Linked DNA regions of Mus musculus: all the other regions are linked to region 3. Evidence: chromatin contacts called from public Hi-C and HiChIP or PLAC-seq data. All regions are on one chromosome and are shown on one strand. Each heading gives the region's core, a stretch centred on a gene start, on an enhancer-like site or on the middle of the called end of the contact. The rest is flanking DNA. Distances are from core to core; before and after follow the strand shown.

Region 1 (2,700 bases), core at 50-2,549, 380 kb after region 3:
AACGTTCAGTAACAAGCCCCTGTTGGGAGTGTCAGTTTGAGGCTCACTGGATTTAACTGATGGTGTGTGCCTGAGCAGAGCACATCTATAGAACATTTCTTTCCTTCTGTAATATATTGTCAAACCTTGAATCTAAACTTACAGATTTACTGGAAGATTTCTGAGTTTCGGAGCTCTGGGCTGAAAGAAAGGCAGGTTGTAACAGATGTCTCTGTGTTTTTACTTTGCCCGTGTTCCAAAATGATACAGTACAGGGTCTTTTTTTTTTTTTTTCCTTTTTTCTTTAAAGCTGTTAGTTTTACTTCACGGGATTTTCCACTGTTACAGCCTTATAAAAAGTTAAGCTTTTAAGGTCAATCATGCACAGCACAAATCTATCGTTGAACAACACCCTTTGATAGGAACAAACCTGGGCACGTCAACATTTGCTTCCCGAGAAGTCAAGCCTGTTGCTTTGACTTTTATTTTAAGGAGGATCTCTTGAGCAGCTCGTGTCTCTATAGCAATCTCTGAGCAGAAAGGAAGTTCAGACGTAGTTTCTACTTTAAACTCACTGCTAGAAGTTTTATAGATGGGATTACTACCAGTAATTACCTGAAACGAGTATCTGCTTCTCCTGCAGCTTTAATTAGGGACATGAAACCGTTTCCTCTACCTTTACAGTTCTTTGGTTAGGTGTGCTGATATGAAAATGCTTTTAGGGAAATGCATGCCTCCCAAGGAGTTAGGATGTATCTGTCAGCATCCAACAGGGAACACTGAACCTGGACTACAAATTATAATGTGTTCAAGAAAGTGCATTTTTAGCAAGTTGTTCTTCACTAAAATTGTCTTTCATTTGATGCCCTGTTTTAGTTTAACTCCAATTCATTGGGGACTTAAATTTGATGTAATTAACAGCAAACCTAACAAAGGCACAGTAGTGGTTGCTGTTACAGTCTGTCAGTGGGTGCTCCTTAATTGCTGTCATAATGGCCTATTAGTCATGCCTCCAAAGAGGTGTCAGATTTTTTTTTTCATTTTCTGAAACATCTGTGTTATTTAATAAATTGAATAACCACGGAAGAGTTTGCCCAGAATACCAAGTAAGTTAAATAATATGCTTTGTGGAGCATTTGAAGCTGAGTTTCTCTGGGTGCGGCTTCTCTGTTTCACTCTTGATCAGTAAAGCTCGCGGGCACCCCTCTCACTTTCACCTGTCACTAAGAGGCAGAGAAAACATCTCCATGCAGAGTCCCGAGAGCATCTTCTTCCTGTGTACACAGTCTGTAAAGCACTGCAGTAACCCAGCAGCGGCACTGCACACAGGGTAAGGTAAGGAGCTGCGTCTCTCTTGACAAAACAGAGGCAAACAAGCAGTTCTGCTAAACCACGTCTGCGCTTCCAGATGACGCAGGCAGCAAACTTTGAATGTCTCACATAAAAAAGGCCATCACTGTCAATGCCACGCAGCTATACTTTGAATTCTGCCAACAACCCTAGTTTTATGAAATGGAAACTTAACTTCTGTGGCTTTTCCCCTAGACTTTTCTTCAGACACGTTTGCAGGAAAGACTTTTCTGTGTCCAAAGTGTTGTAAGAAAACAGTGAGTGCATTCAAATATGAGTGTGGCGTTAATGCCGTACGATCAAATAGAGCACTGTGGAGAGGCAAAAATCTAGCTCACTGCGTATGTCTCAGTGAGAAACAGATATGATTCTGGCTTATTTTAAAAGCAACATTCGCATGTCTAACCTTCTAGAAACTTTTTAACGAAAACTAAAACAATATTTGCTTTTAAGACCGTTTCAAACGTACATTTCTCTCTTTGCCTTCTACTGTCTCTTTTCTGGGTTAGTGTGATAGAACAGACTGGAGCGTCTCTTTCTCAGAGGGGGACTGAAGGAGTTGGGAGTCTTGGTGAGCTAGTGCAATGGAGCAGGCGTGAGGAGTACCCAGGCCTGAGAGGAGGGCGGGTTGACGGTGAGGTGTAAATCAGAGAAGCCTTTGAAGAGGCTGGCCTCTCCCTACACCTTGCTGAGGCACCGACCCTCTTATTTGTGCCCAGTCTAGCAGGCCTCAGATTCCTGGCCAGTCTCCTGTCTCCACCTCCCATTTTGTCCACAGGAGTGGTGGGATTGCAGACAGGTGCCACTTATCTGCATCCAACTGTCTGTTCCAGTCTGCGGGCTTGAAGGAAAGGGCCTGTACCTGTGGAACCACCTCACCCACTGCAGCAAAAATAAACTCCCGGAGAACAAGTCTAAGTTAGCCTAAGTCTGCTAACTAACTCAGTAGACGGATTCTCACAGCACCACAGTGTATTTGAGAACTGAAATGGACAATTTGGGAACAGTATTAGTTGACACCAACACTCTACTGTGGGCTGTTCTTTTTGAAGACTTATTTTTATTTGATGTGTATGAATGTTGTGCCTGTGTGTTGTCTGTGTGTCACAGCTGTATCTGTGGAAACCAGAGAATGGCATTGGGTCCCATAGAACTAGAGTTACAGGTAATGTGAACCACCATGTGGGTGCTAAGAACTGAACCCTGGTTTTCTGCAAGAGCAATAAATGTTCTTAACCTCAGAGCCATCACTGCTGCCTAAGCCATCTAAGCGAGTTGCTGTTAGTCACAGCGCTTCACTAATAATTCAGAAAGCAAATAAATTACATGTGTAACGCTTATCTTAAGACGTTTAAGAGACAATGTGTCATG
Region 2 (2,700 bases), core at 4-2,503, 410 kb after region 3:
GGGTAGCATCCAGAGCTAACCACAACAGGTGTGGTTTGTTTGTTTTTTTTTTTAATTGTTTATTTCTTGCACTGACAAGATGGTTTCTTGCTACAAGGTCTGATCACCTGAGTTGAATCCCTGGGAACGGCAAGATAGGAGAGAGTAAGAACTGATTGCCACAAGTTGTCCTTGACCTCCATCCATACCTTGGCATGAGCACACACATCCCAATACATACTATATGTTATGCAAATTAAAAACAAGTATTCTTCCTTCAGAGTGAAGTGCTTCTTGGAAATCATTAAATTATTGAAGTAACCTGTAAGACAGATTTGAACTTCCACCTCTTGATGTAGTTATTGAATATTAAGTCAAAGGTCCCTTTTGTCTCTGAAGTATTTACTTAAGTGGTATGTATAGAGATGGTGTTCACTGAGACTGGAAGCAGAGCAGGATGAGGATGGGAACATGCAGGGCCCACTTCCTCTGCCTATAGAGACGTCCTGGTCTTTGCAGAGGTTGGTGAGATTGATGTCTGTCTCCAAGAATTTAGTGTTTGCAAGAAAATACAGTTATTTCTATCCTAACCATATTAAAACACCATCAAGTCATCATTTTGAAACATCTTTACTTTTGTCACCTTTAGTTGCAAGGTGTGTCTTCTAGGATTCAACTAGAGTGACTATAACACTATTGTTTGTTTATGAATTTCATAGCCTGTGTTCTGGGCTGTGTAGAGACCCCTCTGCTACTACAACAAAGCTTCAGGTTACCATTAACTGACATTTGGATCCTGAAGTATCTCTTAACAAACAGAGCTTTAAAAATCAATACTGAAAACTTCTTCAAAGACAAACTAAAAGTATAAGCTTTTGAAAACTCCCAAGGGAAGGTTTTCCGTGATCTCTGAATACAGTTGAAACTTTAAATATGAGCACACACATACATGCACACACACACACACACACACACACACACACACACACACACACACACACATACAAAACACCTCTGACATTTTTTTCTATTATAACGGGTGTTCAGCCACACTGACCCAAAAGTGAAATCATTATAGAAAGTTCTCCAAAATCCAAAGCTTTTTTGAGGATTACATGAGGGATACGACTGGTAAAGTCTGCAACTGTTCCAAAATTTGAGGGGAAAAAATAATCTGAAAAAATGTTTTAGTCCCAAGAAGTTCAGACAGGGACACTCAGCTCTCGGAGAGAAGAATACAAAATGAAAATGAAACTTTGTGGTGAGAAGAAATGAAAATGGAAAAAGAAAAAAGACAAAAAGCCACATAGGCATCGACTGCCTCACGTACCAGAGGGCTCCTGCTCCCTCTGCCGAATGTGCTGGAACATTACACTGTTTTGTGTTTTTTTTTTTTTTTTGGGGGGGGGGGAACATTTTCCGTGAAGTTTATAATAATTAAAGTGGCTTGGATCCGAGTTTTTCTAGTGTCTTGCAAACTAGCTGTCTTTCTACCTGTTGGCCAAGTTGCATTTTAACATTTTTTTTTTTGGACTGTTGTCTTGGGCAGTAGCAAAGGTTAAATTAAAACCCACACAGGAAGTAGAGTACTTTTCAATTTTATTTTATATATTTTCCCAAATGATCAAGTAAAATGCTCAAATCCACCACGGTATCCCGCTAAGTGTTTTATTCGTTGCAGTTAGGTATTACACTTAGGTATCATGAGTTACAAAAACAATCCATCTCAAAGATTTATTTCTGTCATGATCGGCTTCTAATTGTGGACACGTTTCGTTCTTAATTGTTGCAGTGGGAGGAACTCTAGCACTACAGTTATAAGTTGACAAGATAGTTAAATTTCTCTCATGTATGGCTTTTTTAAAACTATGGGTATTAGCCATAGACCAGTTTGAACCTTTAAAGAACCTCTTGTTTCCAGTTGATTTCAGTGTATCCTTATCACTTTTGCTGATTTCCAGTACATGGGAGGGAGCAATTAACATTTTAATAGCTTGGACTTGAATAATTGTACACATCTTATGTTAAAGCTTTATTTATAAAACCCTTTCATTTTCGTAATTTTCATTTTTTTCTTAGTTCACCCTTAAAAACCACAGGTATGAATATCTTATCTTAACATTTCAAGGCCTTCCATTTCTATTGGATGTAAGAACAGTTTACAGTTGAAAACTTCCAGTGACAAAGCAGTTTCTTCATTGTTCTATGTCACATCAGACCTTCCTGCTCTGGTATTTATGATGCTTAAACCAGATTGGATTTTCTTTTCCCTCTTGGTAGGTGTACTGGTCCATTAGCAAATTGTCTCTCAGAGAAAACTAGAGACACGGTAGAAGATGATGACGATGAATACAAGATTCCTTCATCCCATCCTGTGTCCCTGAATTCACAACCATCTCATTGCCATAATGTCAAAGCTCCTGTTCGGTAAGAAGATGAGCATCTCTGTATCATCCTGCATCGGCATAAGCATCGTCATGCTGTCAAACGTGGGGGTTGTTTCTATGCGGTTCAATAGTATGTGATTGGTTAAAAATCCTGTTCCTTGCCTAGCCTGTAGTTCCTATATATTTCCTTCATTGCTTCCACATAAAAGATTTTGTTGCCTTCTTCCCCACCCCCACAAAAGGCCAAATTACAATCTAATAAAAAGGAGCTATACGTTACATATAATGATGATTAATTCATGCATTTCCCCTAAGATATTTTAATGAATTTCAA
Region 3 (2,700 bases), core at 124-2,623:
TTAATAACCCCTAGTACCCTAATATTTCTGTATAGAGTTTTCAGTCTTCCAGGCAGCTGTAGAGGAACTCAACTCTGCAATTCAGGAAAGTTGTGAGAGATGGACACCACATCCAATTTAAGTTTCCGGGAACCAAGTTAGCTGGAGGTCATTTTCGAAAATGGGGTGGAAAGGAATCCCAAGAGGGCCTGATTTATAAAATGAGGACACATGGGCCTTACTCACTCTGTCATTTGTAGACCTCAGAGGGGCTTGGGTTTGGCTCATTCCTCAGCTTGGCTATGTAGACAACTCAGGAATAGATTGTCACATGAAAAAGAGTGTTACCCATTCAAGGAATCACACCCACTCTCTGCCACTTCTTGGTATGTGTTGGTTTTGTTTTGTTTTACTTTGTTTTTAATGGTTTAGTTCTCAAAGGCCTGACTTTTATGGCCTCCAAATGATTATATGTCTAGGATCCTTTGATAACTGTACTGGTTATTTGTTCTCCAACTTGACATAAACCAAAGTCACCTAGCTCAGCAGAAATTCACTTGAGGAGTTGCTTCTGTCAAACTGGTTGTGGGCATGGCTGTGGGTTATATTCTTTACTAATAATTGTTGTGAGAGGTATAGGTGGTGTCACCCTTAGGCAGATGGCCCTGGATTGTTTAAGAAAACTGACTGAGGACAAGAAGTGAGAACAATCAGTCAGAACAAGCCAGGGAGCAACTTTGCTCTGTGGTCTCTGGTTCAGTTCCTCACTTCAGACCCCAGCTTTGAATTCCTGTCCTCACGTTCTGTAAGCTGTAAGAATGGTATAAGGCCTATCTTCTCTAAGTTGATTACGGTGGTTAATTTTGTAACCATAACAGAAATCAAACTCGAATAAAACAATTTCAGTCTAACTCAGAATAATTAGAATTTTGAAGATCATTATTTGGTAACCACATGGTGTGTTTGAGAAGAGCAGATGGGTATCCACTGTCTGAATGAGTCTTGGTTTGGCCTCTAGTTTATTTGAACACGTTTCTGGAACCTCCTGACTTTTTGATCTGTAGAATCTCACAGTGTGATGGCAGGGGATGACTTTTGAAGTCCCTTTTAGTTATATATATATATATATATATATATATATATATATATATATATATATATATATTCTCATTTAAGATTTGTCCATCTTAAGGGTGTAGTGAGAAGAAAATACCTAACCATCGCCCAGCTTCTGCTATCACCTCGTCCCCATTTACCTTGCTTGATGCCCCCATTGCAAAGTATCATGTACTGTCCTAAAGAAATGTGTGCCTCCATTTGTCAGTGTTAGTACATACTCTGTGACAGTTGGGTCACACAGTTCATTTCTCTTCACTCGGGTGACTCTAGCTCTAAAGGTCACCTTCCTGGGCAACCTGCCACATGTTGATATAAAGCAGAAGCCACAAATCTTCAGTTTAACCAGAAGGAAAGGAAAAAATACAATCATCTTCCAGTCCAGTCATTCTGAATCTTCTCCCAGCCTTAAAGGGAAGCTCAGAGATAAATTTCTTGAAGGGATTGTATAGGACACCTCAGTCAGATGAATAATACATTCAGCCATGAGGAGCACAATTTTAAAAGAACCTGGCATTTACAAAGTAGCTTTCGCTGGTGGAAAGAGTAAAGACTTAGAATATCCTGTCAGTTTGAAAAGAGGTTTCGTGTCACCCTATCAGGGCACACAAACTATCTGTTCAACTGCCAATTGATGAAAGCATTTATTAAAGGCAGCATAGGCAAATGCCAGTCTGAGGGATGGAAATGGCTAGAGAATTTATATTTAGACCTCTGGGAATGGAAAGGAGTAAGGGAGATTTCTGATTTGAGAGGAAATAAGATACAAAATTTGCTTGATATTGAAAAGGGAAGAGCATACATCTAAAAAGAATAATTACTTTTATTCATGGTTTTCATTTTTAATTCTTGATGCTTCTGGTTTTATGAAGGGACAGATGTGTTTTCTCTTCTACCACAACTAAATGCAACCTGTGTATACAGCAGATGTAAAGATCATTAGAACTGTAGAGAGACATTAGACTAACAGGGGGCCTCAGGACTCAGGCATGGCACAGGGTTGAGTTCTATGGGTTTTCTCGGTGATCATTTATTCTGAACTAAGAACAGAAGAATTTGCCCCACTCCCTGGGAAACATGAATGAATGTAAATCAGAGTGGATCATATGAAAATGGATTATATGAAAGCTTTTTCCTTCTAGTCAGCAAGGCTTACTAACAATATAAAAAGTTTTACACAACACTGCTCTCAACTAGCCAAACAAAACACAAACTCTATGGTTTTCCCTTTTGATGCCAGTAAAATCTGAATTAGAAAACTTGACCCTATACTTTCCCTACAAATTACGCTAAATAATGAGGTATGATCACAGCACATGAGGTTGTGTCACTGCTGAGATTTTTATAAACCCCATCAATGGAAGTTATGGCCAGCTTCTGCCTCTAAGTCATTAGAGAACTTATAAGCCTGGATTCCTTCTCAGCCCTGTGATGATGTGCTCTTGTTTGGTCTCATGAAGGTGCTGGCAGGTAGACCAAGTAGTTGATCAAAATGCTTGCCTCTATAATTAGAACCCACATGTATGAAACACCAGAGGGATGTGCTTATGGTCCTTTCTCCTCCTAATAACCATGAGGTTGCTGTCACCTTGGGCTTCCATGGAA

What was found. A called contact is a pair of places that touch in the nucleus more often than the background predicts. HiChIP or PLAC-seq counts read pairs in DNA pulled down with a chosen protein or histone mark.
Region 1: a contact with region 3 is called in a BATF HiChIP or PLAC-seq map of CD8 T cells, with 5 read pairs. The contact joins two enhancer-like sites.
Region 2: a Hi-C map of Th1 cells shows a contact between it and region 3, with 2.9 times the contacts expected there. The contact joins two enhancer-like sites. A contact is called at or near these places in 2 of 15 datasets of contacts at CTCF or cohesin (large pre-B cells and pro-B cells) and 4 of 484 Hi-C or Micro-C datasets (CD4 T cells, Th1 cells, granulocyte-monocyte progenitors and 1 more).

What each region holds. Positions count from the first base shown.
Region 1 is chr16:52,146,227-52,148,926 of GRCm38.p6, forward strand. All of the region lies in intron 9 of Cblb (Casitas B-lineage lymphoma b), which reads left to right. Among named protein-coding and RNA genes, the nearest start is that of Gm23513, 42 kb to the left of the region's middle. Within about 2 kb of position 1,300, at least 46 of the 459 cell types and tissues checked have an H3K27ac peak or open chromatin away from gene starts, as enhancers often do. A contact at or near this core is called in CD8 T cells, where this site is marked.
Region 2 is chr16:52,180,953-52,183,652 of GRCm38.p6, forward strand. It overlaps Cblb (Casitas B-lineage lymphoma b), which reads left to right. Exons shown (of 18, transcript NM_001033238.1): 14 at 2,260-2,406. Among named protein-coding and RNA genes, the nearest start is that of Gm23513, 77 kb to the left of the region's middle. Within about 2 kb of position 1,254, at least 65 of the 459 cell types and tissues checked have an H3K27ac peak or open chromatin away from gene starts, as enhancers often do. A contact at or near this core is called in Th1 cells, where this site is marked.
Region 3 is chr16:51,766,383-51,769,082 of GRCm38.p6, forward strand. No RefSeq gene overlaps it. Among named protein-coding and RNA genes, the nearest start is that of Gm29686, 220 kb to the right of the region's middle. Within about 2 kb of position 1,374, at least 13 of the 459 cell types and tissues checked have an H3K27ac peak or open chromatin away from gene starts, as enhancers often do. A contact at or near this core is called in CD8 T cells and Th1 cells, where this site is marked.